2 separate regions of the Gossypium hirsutum genome follow, and region 2 is linked to region 1. The links are chromatin contacts, called in public Hi-C maps. All regions are on one chromosome and are shown on one strand. Each heading gives the region's core, a stretch centred on a gene start, on an enhancer-like site or on the middle of the called end of the contact. The rest is flanking DNA. Distances are from core to core; before and after follow the strand shown.

Region 1 (6,783 bases), core at 2,479-4,978:
TGTATTTTGTTTTCTTATACTTTTATATATGAATTAATAATTTTTTTATTAGTACCAGAAATTTGCATATATAATTTACTTTAACAACATAGAATATCTTAATTAAAAAATATTTAAATTTAGTGAACATCTCAAAGCCTAGTATCAAAGACTAGTCACTGATGTACTTCTAACAAAATTGTTATGGCCATGTACATAACTTTTTCTTCATCATCTGAAACCCTATAACCAAAAAAAACATCTTACTACAAAGAGGAACAAATAAGAAAAGAGCTGAAGGGGGGCCGAGGGTAAATAGGAAATTAATTAAAGAAGGGTAAAATCAAGGTAAGTTTTCCGTATAGTAGGTCCAACTACCCCAAGAGACAGTGACAAAGCATAATGTGATGGTTTGGGTTGTACTGCAGGAAAGAGACGGTGGTGGTGATGGTGGTTCTGGTTTGACAGGTTACCAGTTTTGGAAAACTTTGATTGTTGGGTCAGCTTATTTAACGCAAAGTTTCCATTTATTGATAGGTTCTGGGCTGGCTACTTCACCATCACCTCTTACCGCTACAGCATGCTGTGTTTCATCCTTTTGCGGTGAGAAGGGAACAACCGGTACTCATTCCAATAGGGACTTCTTTGGAATTGTCCATTGCCCTTGTTTTTGCTTCTCTATTTGCATTTCAATTTTCCTCTCTCTTTTATGGTTTGTAGATGGGACAGTAAGAACATAAGATGGACAATCATCTCATCAATCATCTCATCACCATCAGTGATGAGATTACGTTTCTCTATAACAAGTATGGTTTAGATATGGTAGGAATTGAGTTATATACTAAGTGATGGTGTGAATATATGTAGGTTTCGAGGAACTGCATGCCGTGCATGCAAAAGCAAAGCCGCAGGTGGAGTCATTAATATTCAAAGTTTTGGACATGTTACTTGAATAAGCTTCCCAAGACAAGTGGGGCTTGGGCGTCAATGATAAACCTCTGACAAAGCCAGATTGCAGGTTGGCTGCATGTCCTGCTCTCTCACTCACCCTCTCTTCTCTCTTTTTCACACGCTGATACCAACCACTGCTCATTTTCTCATTCAATCTATAACGGAGGATTTTAAGTCCTAAGAACAATGCCTTGGTTTTTTTTCCCTCTAATTTTAAAGTAAGATTGTTTCATAAATTATGAAAGGGTTTTTTCAATTCTTTCGAAAATAAAAGAAAAAATAATAATTTTTATAATTATTTCTAACATAATATATATTTGTTGATATAAGTTTCAACAAGAGAGGAGATAAAAAGAAAAAGATGGTGGTGCAATGAAGGTCCATAAAAGAGGAGAAAAGTTGTGTGAAGGATAGGAAAACTAAATGTAAAGAGTAAGAGCTCAAGGTTGATAACTGGGGAGAAGATCATTTTTACTTCAATATGAAAGGTATTTATAACGAAAGTCCTCTTATTTGATAGTGGTGACATAGCAAGTTATTACAACGAAATTGCTATTATGGAGTATATGGGGGACGTGCGTGATAGAAACCATTATGTTATTCCTTTTGAGGAGTATGATGCTGATATATACAGATGAACTTCAATGCTCCATTAAAAGTGTTTACACTGAAAAGCAGGTGAGCTAGATAAATTATTGCATTTTTTTTTATCTTTCAATATCATTCCAAACTTTTGAATTTCAATAATATGCAATATTTTTATTTTTATTTTTAATTTATTTTATATAGTGCTTTTGTCGTTTAAGTTGTACAACATTTTGCCAATGTTTTTATTTTATAATTAGATTAAATTTTGATTAATTAATGGGGTAATTGAGTTTAATTATTTGGGTAATTGATTTGGGTTAAATTTAATATTTTGAGTTGTGTTATTTTATTTTAAGTTTTGGGTTGTTTTAATGTTTTTAGTTTAATTGAGTTAGGTTTTATATTGGTATTCAATATTTGGAAATTGAGTTAGGCATTGAATATATATTATTTAAAAAATTTATTTAATTTATTCTATTTAAATTTATAAAATCGAAAATCAAATTGATATAGTCAAGAAAACTAATTAAGCTAATTGAATAAATCGTAAATTTTTTATTACACCAATTATTTGCACACCTCTATATATAAACATATCACAACGTGCATATCGAGAGAATCAAACCCTAAACAATTACATAAAAAAGATATTGCGATACTATTACACTAGATTTTCTAAGTTAAAACTTTTTTTTATCTATAAGTAAATTTTGAAATAAAAAAAACTAACTTTTTAGGTCAAATACAAATTCTTCCTTTTGACTTTTCAAAAGCTTGGTTCAAATTATAAATTTATCTCTCATTTATATTAATTATAAATTTCAAATATGACTTATGTATTGAATAAATTTTACAAAAAAATTTATTATAATTGTTTAAAAAGTCTTAAAATTTTATATTTCAGTTATTATAGTTTTTTATATATTTTTACTACAATTTAAATTGAATATTTATTAATACAAAAAGAATTCTAATATAATATTTTGTCAATAGTAATAATAAGGACACGAAAAAAAGAAGAAGGATATTTTGCGTTATTGTATGTTATTTTAATATCTAAATATAATTTATATATTGAAATAAAATTTTAAAAATATATTTTTTTTAATTTTACTATTACAAATACAAATATATGTTGAAGCATAGAATATAACCAATATAAAAACACAACAAACAAATAAGAGAACGCAACCATATACGCATATATTGGGATTGAAGACCTACACATCACAATTAAAAATGATGGCACTCAAACTTGGATGCATAATGACCCAAGTCCTCAGGTTAACCAACAATGCCGAAGCCCTATTAGCATAAACAATTTATCATAATTGTTTAAAGTATTCAAAATTGATATTTTATATAGTGTAATATTAACAAATCTAAATATCATTTAAATTAGTTTATTTTTTATTTTACCATTTCATATCTAAAATGAGCATTTTAAATTTCACAAAATTCTTTAACAATAATACTAAATATTTAAAATCTTTAAGTAATGTTAAAGTAATCATTTGGAAATCAATCTTAAAGATACTAAAAGAATAACATTTGATAGACCATGAGAAAGGGGAAAAGATCAAATTTTAGTTCGATAATTGGATGTCGACTTTGATCCCCTGAAAGATCATTGTCGAGACCTAAGTGGAGTGGACATAGATGGTCGAATAATTGATATGGTACACATAGATGGAAGATGGGATTGGAATGAATTCTAACATCTTTTAGACGATCAATGGTCCTTTTCATTGCAGGGACATTACATACTAATCGGCAGGCTCAATCAAACTCATTTATTTAGCGGTGGAATGGTAATGGGTTGTTTTTGGTGAAAAGTGCTTCAAGATCAACTTGAACCCACCAAATGCAAAATAAAGAACCATTTGGAAGAGCCGACATCCCTAGAGAGTGTCATTTTCTTTGGCTAGTGACTAAAAATAAAATGGTGAAAGGTGTGATAGGTATACTATTGAGGGGGATCGACCTTAAAAACTGTTTAAATATAAACAATTTACCATTTTACCTATAACTTAATTATTGATTTTTTATATAAGTATAATTTTAATATCATTTTTTTCCTTCCACCCGATAATATCTAATATTAATAAAAATAATTTTGAAAATAGTTTAGTTGGATTTTTTTTTAATATAGGTCAAATGCAAAGCATAGGTGTTAGTTTGAAGCAGGCCCGCAACCAAGTTTTGAGTTAGAAAGTTGAGATATTGAAAATACAATTGGCTAAGCCCAACTCCAACCAAAACCTAAAAAATTCCCAAAAGTGTCGTCTCAAGCTCTAAGCCTCTCACCAGTCAGGCAGTCACCGGCAAGCACCAACAAGGCACCGTCGACCACGGGCCCTTAAAATTCTCATTTGATTGGTTGGTTTCGTTACTTGTAAATTCGTTACTTGTAAACCCATTCTTGATGTTTTAGGATTCTATTTCTGGTTGATTTTTAGTTATAGATGTTACTATGTCAGCCCTTAATATCCTTTGACTGGTTACTTGGTTAAGTTTATCACTATTTAGGCTAGTGATCAAAGATTTAAGAGCATTGAATTTGAAGGAAACAAACAATGAGCTAATGAGGAAACATGGAATCTCTTACAACTTCCAAACTTCACTCACTTCCATTCTAATATATTTCATTTATTTTCTAATAAAGAAAGAAAAACAAGAAATGGAAAGAGTTTGAAGTTTAGACCAAAACAGAGAGACAGTCTGTCATGTCCGAATGTAATAAAATAATAATAATTTCCTTTTTCTTTGTCTCTCCAAATTTACTTAGCTAGAAGAACATAGATGTTCGAACCATGAAAAATGTTTATAATGTTTTGATTTTGATGCTTATTGTTAATGTTTATGAACTGAATTGTTAATTTTAAAATTTTATTGGTATATTGAAAAATGGCTTGTAGCGAAAACAATGAGTTTATGGGGGATAGTGAGAAGGTTTCTGTTTGTTTGATCTTGTCTTTAAATGTTGATTGTTTTGGTTCTCCAGGGATAGCTCATGTTGAACTAGCTCGAAGGTAAAATTATACTGGCCGGAGTTAAACATTTATATTGATATTCCAACTGATATTGATTGTGAACTAGAGATAGAAATTGTTAGACGTTGTTAATTTAGCTTTATCGTTTTAGCTCAAGTGATAAATTCCGCTCTATGATGATGATTGTAAGGCGGATTTTAGAGCCATTGACATCTGATATCATTCCAGTTAATGCCATTTATACTTGTAGAAGCAATTTAAGTACAATGCATGCATGAACAAAACACATTCAGCATTCTTATAAATGGAAATAGGCGATTCATGTTTAATGCAAGATCGGTAAGTGGTTGATGAAGGTTTTGGTTTTTCTTCCATTTGCTTGGGGAATTTTCTAATTTCATAGAGCAACTAGGTTATAAAAGCTCATTTGAATGCTGGTGGTTAGTTTGCAGTTTTGAAAGCTTACAAGGGACTGCCTTGAAATGAGAATATATTTCAATCTTGTTAAAAATAAAGTGACAATGCTCCATCGAGGTCAATTCCATCATTATATAGTCAAAGAGTGAAGCAGAACTACTAGTAAATCAAGTTGTCTGGAATTGTTATTGAAATTTTAATTTGCTTGGAATTTTTATGTTTAAATTGTTAGTAATATTTAAATTTTTGTGAAATTTTTATGTTTAGTTTGTTTGAATTATTATTTAGCCTTTTTTGTTAATTTATTTTACATTTATTTATTTTTAGTTATGAATAAAATTTATTTAAAATTAATTTTTTATTTGATTTTATATTATTTTTAAAATTTTAATTTTAGTGGATTTGGATTTTGGTTATGTTGGATTCGGATATCTAACATAAGGTTGAAAATGTTAAATTCGGATTTTTTGCGGATTCGGATATTCGGCGGATAATGTATTTAATTCTGATTTGGAATTGGATAGTAAAATTCGGATAATCTGTGGATTCGGATAATCCATAAATTGCAGATATCCAACCCGCTGCCATCCCTAACTGGGATCAGTTTTAAGTTTCTCAAATTTTTTTTTCAGACCTAATTCCTAAAGCCCTTATTAAACCTCAGTGTAGTGCCTTTGGTCACCGGCCAACTTGAGCCAAGTAACCATCACCGACGATAATGGCGTGTACAGAGGAAGCAAAACTCGAGCACTTCCTTCAATGGCTTCAGGTTTAGTTCTCCAACACCCTGAACTCAACTTCAAGCCGTCAACTCTACATTTCTGTTCCTCTGGTTCAACTAACAGTGATTTTAATTCAGGTAAACGGAGCTCAATTCCGCGGCTGCAAAATCAAATATTGCGACTCCACCAAAGGCTTTGGTATTTATTCCACCAATGGTTCCCCCGAAGATGGTCAGTAGCAAAAAGCCCTGTAACAAAGAAGTTAAAGAATAGAATTCTGTTTGATTCTTTGTAAGGTTTTCGTTAATTTTATGAGGAAAAGAAACTGGGCAGGGGTTCTTCTTGTTGTTCCACTGGATTTAGCAATAACTCCAATGAGGGTACTGCAAGATCCTTTAATTGGAGCAGAGTGTAGAGCAATGTTTGAAGAAGGAGAAGTTGATGATAGGTTCTTAATGATTTTATTTCTTATTGTGGAACGTCTCCGAAAGAATTCTTCATGGAAACCGTACGTACTTAACCTATGTGATTGGCATTTTAGTGTTCTTTTTTTTCCCTTTATTATTTATGTGGATTGAAAGGTTGGGTCAGGTACCTTGATATGCTTCCAACTACTTTTGGTAATCCGGTTTGGTTTACTGATGATGAGCTTTTGGAGTTGCGGGGAACAACCTTGTATAGAGCAACTGAATTGCGGGTAAATATTAGTATTTAGTTTTCTGTTTCTCTTGAAAATCAAATTGATGAAATTTGACTAACCATGATGATGAAAGTTAGTATAATTGTTTTATAGAAAAAGGATTTGATGTCTGTGTACGAAGATAAAGTGAAGGAATTGGTGAAGAAACTTCTGGTTCTTGATGGAGATTCAGAAAGGTCTGTATTAATTACATTAAACAAGATGGCAATCCATTGTTGCATTTAAATTGTTGAGTTTCTGGTCTTGTCAAGAATAATTTAGTTATTTTCTTATTGCCCAAACGTGAACTGTTGTTAATGCTTCTTTTGCAGTGAGGTGTGGTTTGAAGATTTCCTTTGGTAGGAATCCCCTCAAAATGAACTCTTTCTAACTCTCTTTAATTGGGGCGGGGTGGGGAAAATGGAAAAGTTTGACAATGATATGATGACATTCC
Region 2 (6,783 bases), core at 1,548-4,047, 140 kb before region 1:
ATATGTTGGCATTGTAATGGTTAATGATTCATTTTGTATTTGGCCATTGGAAGTTGGCTAATATTATTCTTATTGGTCATTGGTATATTTATGTGATGATGCTTATCATGAAGATGAATTTGGCATGAACAGAAAAGAAATTATGTGATGTTTATGCATGATAGATGTTAGTATGTGCAAATGATGTATTGATATCTTGCTTGTGGCTGATTTGGTTGTATGTATATGCTTGGATTGGTGTTGCTTGTTGTGGTGTAGGTTGGTGCAAGTAAGGGTGGCAAAATGGCTTGGTAAATAGCCCTATTTTGTCCACACGGGTAGAGACATGGCCGTGTGTCTTAGCCGTGGGACGGACACGTCCTAGGGACATGGGCGTGTATCCAGGGCGTGTGAAGTCTGCACCTATTTTATGAAAATTTTCAAAAATTAAAATTTGCCACATAGCCTAGCACACGGGCGTGTGACTTGTTCGTGTGACTTCCTTTGGTGTTTAAGTCATAAACAGAGAGTTACACGGGTTAAGGACACGGGCGTGCATAACCATACAGGCTACCCACACGGGCGTGTCCCAAGCCACACGGTCGTGTGACCCTGTTTTGATGAAAAAAATTTTAGGTGTCGTAGAATTTTTTAAAGTTCTCGATTTAGTCCCGAACCACCTCTAATGCATGATTTGGACCTCGTAGGCCCCTTTCTAGGGACGATAGGAATGTATGTGAAAGTTTTAAATTTGGATGGAAATTAATTTACGTCTCAGTTTTGTATGATTGCTTGTGTATAAGTCCGGTAATGCCTCGTACCCTATTCTGACGTTAGATACGGGTAAAGGGTGTTACAATTTTCTGTAATTAATTTAATAATATTTTCTCCAATCTATAATCCATTGGGTACAATCCTCGGAATACTTACCAATGTTTCATTGTAAACTTTACTATATTAAAATTTGACCCTTACGTTTGTGGACACTACTGATTGAATTTATTATATTTTTGGTGTGATATTTTTACTATAAATGACAACTCGTTTATAGGCGATCAATCGTCGAATCTTAATGTGTGACATCACATTAAGTTGCCGAAGCAACTTAGACTATTTCAACATAATTACACCATGTTTAATTTATATTTGTCAATAACATAACAAATAAATCATTTAATAAAATCATTCACATGCATTTATAAAACTTAAGATCTTATTTCATCTAATTAAGTGGTCATGCTAAGTCAAAATCTAATTTAGGATACTAATTCAAACTTATTGTCAAAATTCAAGGTTATGCCTTGAGACAGAGGACTCCATGTCTCAAGACATGCCATAAATTATTTTAGAAATTTTAGCTTCGATGTTAACTAGTAAGATCAATTTTATTGTTTCATGAATTGTTTTAATTAATAAACCAATGTTTAAATAATAACAATTTTATAGAATAAATGAGTAACTCGTGCATTGCACATGATAGAAATTAGTAAGATTATATAATAAAGGTTAAATTTTAGTTTTAGTTCCTATATGCCTAAAATTTAAACTTTTTTATAATATCAAAAGCTATGAGTGTAATAGGAGCATATATCGGCAAAAGGATCACCCTAAGATGATCAACTCATGGCTATTGATAACAAATCAAATCAAATGATTTTACTTCTCAAAATTTTTTTTACTTGCTCTTACGGAGACAATGTCAAAATGGTTGAAAAAATCAATCATTCACAATCACTGATGAAGGATTCCTAAAAAACTTAAGGATTAGTACCCGTTTTAGAAATCAAACGAGTTTGATCTTATACATACGCAAGGTAATAAAAGAAAAGAAAGAAAGAAAATACCTTTCATTACTCGTTTAGGAATAACTAAATCATGGGATGTTGGAGTATTACAGAGGGACTATAACAAATCCTAGTATTTAGGGTTACGAAGGTGTGGCCAAAGCACATATTGTGTTTTTTGGCTTGTGCTTCTTGGTAGCTATCTGGTGTATTGGGATTTAGAAATTTTTTATGATGAGCGCAAGGGAAAACCTTCTTCGGATTTGCCCAAGATTTTTGGAATTCATTTATTTTTCTTAGAAGTGGCTTGGCTTTGTCTTTGATACATTTCATGTAACAAAATTGTGTGATCGTGGGACATGGGTGTTCGACCTTTATAGACTAACTGGTAAGGTACAACTTGTATATTCAACTTAAGGTGCGGAAGATTTTGATCTTTTTGTTATGACACATAATTAAGTTTTTTTTTTGACATTATAAGATAATGATTAAATTTTAGATATAATATAATGATTAAAATTTAATTCTAACCCTTGTACTTATTTTTTAAAAATTATATAGAATGCTCAAATTTAATCATTATATTATGCTCAAAATTGAGATTTAATCTTTATATATATATTTTTGTATAATTTTTATTAATTAATTTAAATATGTTATTTTAATTAAGATGTATTAATAACTTAACATAATTAGACCAAGAAAATTAATTCTTTATGGTACTAAATTCAAATATACGAAAACTACGAAAATTTTGAAATCCCCAAACTAACAACACTTAAACCCTTCTCTGTTTTCTCCCTCGGTTCTTTGAAACTAACTGCCTTAAACCCTAACTGTCCTCATGACCCTAACTAGTCTCTCCCGCCAAAAACCACCGTCGCTCTTTATCACCGTCAGATTCCTCACTCGCCACCTTTCCACCTCAAAACTCCGTGACCATTACTCCTTCCAACCACCACCATCCCTTTCTTTAGATCCTCAGAAATCTAAGTCCAATTCTAACTCACATAAAAAGCAGAAACCCAAATACAGACCCCCGTCGTCCCTCGATCAGATAAAGCCGATATATTCCGATTTGCCCTTCGATTTCCGGTTCAGTTACACAGAGAGCAGCCCCACGGTGAGACCCATCGGGTTGAGAGAGCCAAAGTACTCCCCTTTCGGACCAGGTCGATTGGACCGTGAGTGGACCGGGTTTGTGCCCCTGCTGTGGACCCGAAGGTGAAGTCGCTGGAGGGTACTGAGGATCCGAATTTAGAGGCAAAGAGGAAGCTATTGAGGGGCAGGATTCAGGGGGCACCTCTTACTGAGGCTGAGAGGAAGTTTTTGGTAGAAAAATGTCAGAGAAATAGAAATAAAAGGCAAATAAATTTGGGTATTGTGTACAAGTTTCAATTTTTCTTCTTTTTTTACTTTTCCCCCAATAATTCTGGTATTGTAGCTTAGTATTTTTTTTATTTGTTCTTCTTTTGGTTTTTGGAATTTGTATGTGGGTATGGGTCGTTGGTTTGTAATATCAATTGAGGTGTTTTATTTGGGTTTACGTTTTTGTTGGTTTTGTTTGATGTTTATTTGAGCTTGATAATATACTTTGATGTCATGATTCTAAAATTAGAAGAAAAAAAATATGATCAAATAAGGTATTCAGAAAATCTTAGATATATTTGTTATGACCTGTTATATAATGGATCACTGAAGATTAGTTTTCAAAGGTCTAAAAACTCATGTAGGAAACTGTTATGTACTATTGAAACTCTTGTAGAAGAAATGCTATTTTATACATGGCAAAGCTCCCTGTTAAGTGGTTTGCTTGTGATTGGATTGATCCCCTTCAACTTATTTTCAATGTTTTCATTGCGTTTGCTATCCTTCATCTCACAGGTTATCTTATAGCATGGTTTTCTGTTGTCTTCATCTGTAGGGAGAGATGGTTTAACACATAACATGCTGAATGATATTCATAATCATTGGAAATTTGCTGAAGCAGTGAGGATTAAGTGTCTCGGGGTACCCACTGTCGACATGAAGAATGTTTGCACGCAGCTTGAGGTATTTGGTTTACTGCAAGCAGTTTTAAGGGAAAGGATTTCCTTTTTTGTATAGTATCTTTAAGTTTTCGGATGTGATCCGTTTCCCATTCTATGGTCTCCTGTGTCTCATGCATGTGTTTTGTGTTGACTATTGATTTATAATATTATGTACTTGATTTTCATATATCATGAATTGAATTATTATCTATGCAGATAACTATGAGATATTTACTCTCATCATGGAGTTTGAATAACTATTGCAGGATAAAACATTTGGAAAGATCATTCAGAGGCATGGTGGTACACTTATATTGTACAGAGGCCGGAATTATAATCGCAAGAAAAGGCCTGTAATTCCTTTAATGTTGTGGAAACCTCAGGAACCTGTTTATCCTAGGTTGATTAAAACTACTATTGATGGTCTAAGTATTGAGGAAACAAAAGAAATGAGAAAGAGAGGACTGGCTGTTCCTGTTCTAACAAAACTTGGTACCCTTTGTTTCTTCCTGTTGGCTTCTGGCATAATGCATGCTTTTACGTGGTTACTTATTGCAAATAAAATTTGCAGCCAAGAATGGATATTATGGTAGTCTAGTACCCATGGTGAGAGATGCATTTGTTGTCAGTGAGCTGGTGCGTATAGACTGCACGGGATTTGAAAGAAGTGATTACAAGAAAATAGGCTGCAAACTCAGGGTAAATATTATATTTCTTATCTGATACTTTTAATAACATACACATGTTTTCTTCCCCGTTACATTCAAGATCAATTGAACTTTCAGTCTTACATATCTGCATTTTCTATGGCTTTGTGAGCTTTTTTGTGTGTGGAGAGAGATAAATTTGCTACTAGTTAGTTTGCACTTGGTTCCTTGCATTCTCAAATTAGCATCTTATTATGGAAAACAAAATGGAGTTCGTACTGCTTCAGTGCCAATGCTATTGTGCATGTTAAAAAGGCTTATCGTAGTAGGAACTGGAAATTGGCAAATATGAGATAGTGTTTTTTCTTCATCATCAAAAAGGACCTCTACTACTAAAAAGTGGTTGGGTGCAATAGTAAGGCACATTACACTCCTAAAGGGAGGACCCAGGTTCGAACCTTAGACACACTGTTGGAAGGGGCAGCCACATACCCCAAACATAGACCGTAAATCAGACATGAAGAATACCAAAATAAAAAGGACCTCTGCTGTCTTGTGCAATTGTTATGCCTTTCAATATTGAATTTAATCAGCTAACTTTAATTTTCATATAGGACCTGGTTCCCTGTATCCTTGTGACATTTGAAAAGGAGCAGATTGTGGTATGGAGAGGACAAGACTATAAGCCTCCAGAGGATGGGCATTTCTTCACCGACCGAGAATTTTTCGATGACCCAGGTTGTGATATGGAGAGATCTGATGAATAGAGGTATTCTTCATCTGTATTTGTATGTGCACCCCATATGTAACCATTTATGTCTTCTCACTTATCTAAGAAATGGAATGGTTGAAATTGTACAATCAAAGACCTTGGAGAAATGCATGATTAGATAAAAGATATATGTCTGTTATTGCACAGACTACTCAGGATTCTCACAGCATCAAAAGCACATGCACTGTATTTGTCAGAGCTTAGATCAAGAATATAGAATTGCATCAACGAAGATGCAAGATTGCATCTTCGTCTTCCATTTCCTAATGCTATTTTGTCTTTAAACATTTTGTTCAAAATCCAACTGTTAGGAGATTAATGCTAAGTGCCAACTTATTCTTGAGTTAGGAGTCTTCAATTGGTTGTTTTCTACTTTGGTAATAATTGCTTTTCTTTTCTTTTCAAAGTGAGCAAAGTTGACACTCTAAACAAAACATTATATTTCTGAACAATATCATCAATATATATATATTTCCATCGGAACAATATGCACTCATTACTTAACTTGTTGAAGAGATGAAATAAACCTAAACGAATGCATCCCTCCAATCTTCAAGTCTTCTACAAGTATCAGGTGTCCCTTTCAAAAATCTTATGGCGGCATTTTCATTTTCCAGTAAAAAGTGTAAAGCTTTGATTATTTAGTAGAATACCTATATACTTACATTTTCGTCTATTTTTATTTTTACCCACATTTTTATTTTTTTTTTCGAACCAAATATAATGTAAAATAATTTTTTTTATTAGGTATGCAATCCCACCTAATCGGTTAATTATCTTGAATTCAAGATATAATGGCAAAGGCTTAAATTCAAGACAAGATAAACTAACCGATTAAAGCAATCTGAAACAAGAAGATAAACCTTGGTCTAAGAGGGTCCACAGCTTCAAAGTTTTACAAAGCCTTTGGTCTGGAACGTATTCATCAATAACATTTATCAATTTTAATTCCTACTATTAAAATTACTATTGTAGTCGATACCATATAATTTTTTTTTTTGGTACAAGGACAAAAGAAGCAGCAAATCGGTAGGTGCCAAGGGATATCGGAACCGGGTGGATGGTGCCTCTTTATGTCTATAGGGGAATCTGCTTTACAAGAGTAAAAATGTCTTCCCATAAGGGTTCTAATTTCCAATGAACAGCGCCTTGCCTAGAAATGATGGAACCCCATTTTTTGTCATTTGTGATGATAGTTCCTTCGGTAATTTGGATAGAATTCAATTTAAACAGGTGGTGTCGGAGAAGAACTAGTCTGCTATGGAACTTGGAATCCGTTTGAAGACATACTAACGTGACAAGAGGGGATGAGTATTCTGGCCCTATGAGTCCAATGGCACCTGCATACAAACCTGTTCTATGGTTGACTATAAAACAAAGCTCGATATTACAGCTGTTCCTAGCGTGCTCGTGGGTATTTAGCACAAAAGTGTAAATGACATTAGACGCCAACGTACTAGTAGTTGATTTACTTAGGTTTCTGTATTTTGTAAGTACCGTAATCTTAGTAGGCCGTTGTCACCGATAACCAATAATAGTTCAGACACTTTAAAACTTTGATAGGGTTCGGT

What was found. A called contact is a pair of places that touch in the nucleus more often than the background predicts.
Region 2: a Hi-C map of fibers shows a contact between it and region 1, with 2.2 times the contacts expected there. The contact joins the enhancer-like site here to the promoter of LOC107955322 in region 1. A contact is called at or near these places in 11 of 34 Hi-C or Micro-C datasets (anther, fibers, hypocotyl and 3 more).

What each region holds. Positions count from the first base shown.
Region 1 is chrA07:34,098,988-34,105,770 of Gossypium_hirsutum_v2.1, reverse strand. It overlaps LOC107955322 (protein-lysine N-methyltransferase EFM1), which reads left to right and starts at 3,728. Exons shown (of 18, transcript XM_016891060.2): 1 at 3,728-3,897; 2 at 4,523-4,550; 3 at 5,593-5,697; 4 at 5,788-5,881; 5 at 5,984-6,158; 6 at 6,242-6,347; 7 at 6,444-6,526; 8 at 6,662-6,688. The coding sequence starts at 5,647.
Region 2 is chrA07:34,240,540-34,247,322 of Gossypium_hirsutum_v2.1, reverse strand. It overlaps the pseudogene LOC107955320. Among protein-coding and RNA genes, the nearest start is that of LOC107955321, 51 kb to the right of the region's middle. Within about 2 kb of position 2,797, at least 6 of the 9 cell types and tissues checked have an H3K27ac peak or open chromatin away from gene starts, as enhancers often do. A contact at or near this core is called in fibers, where this site is marked.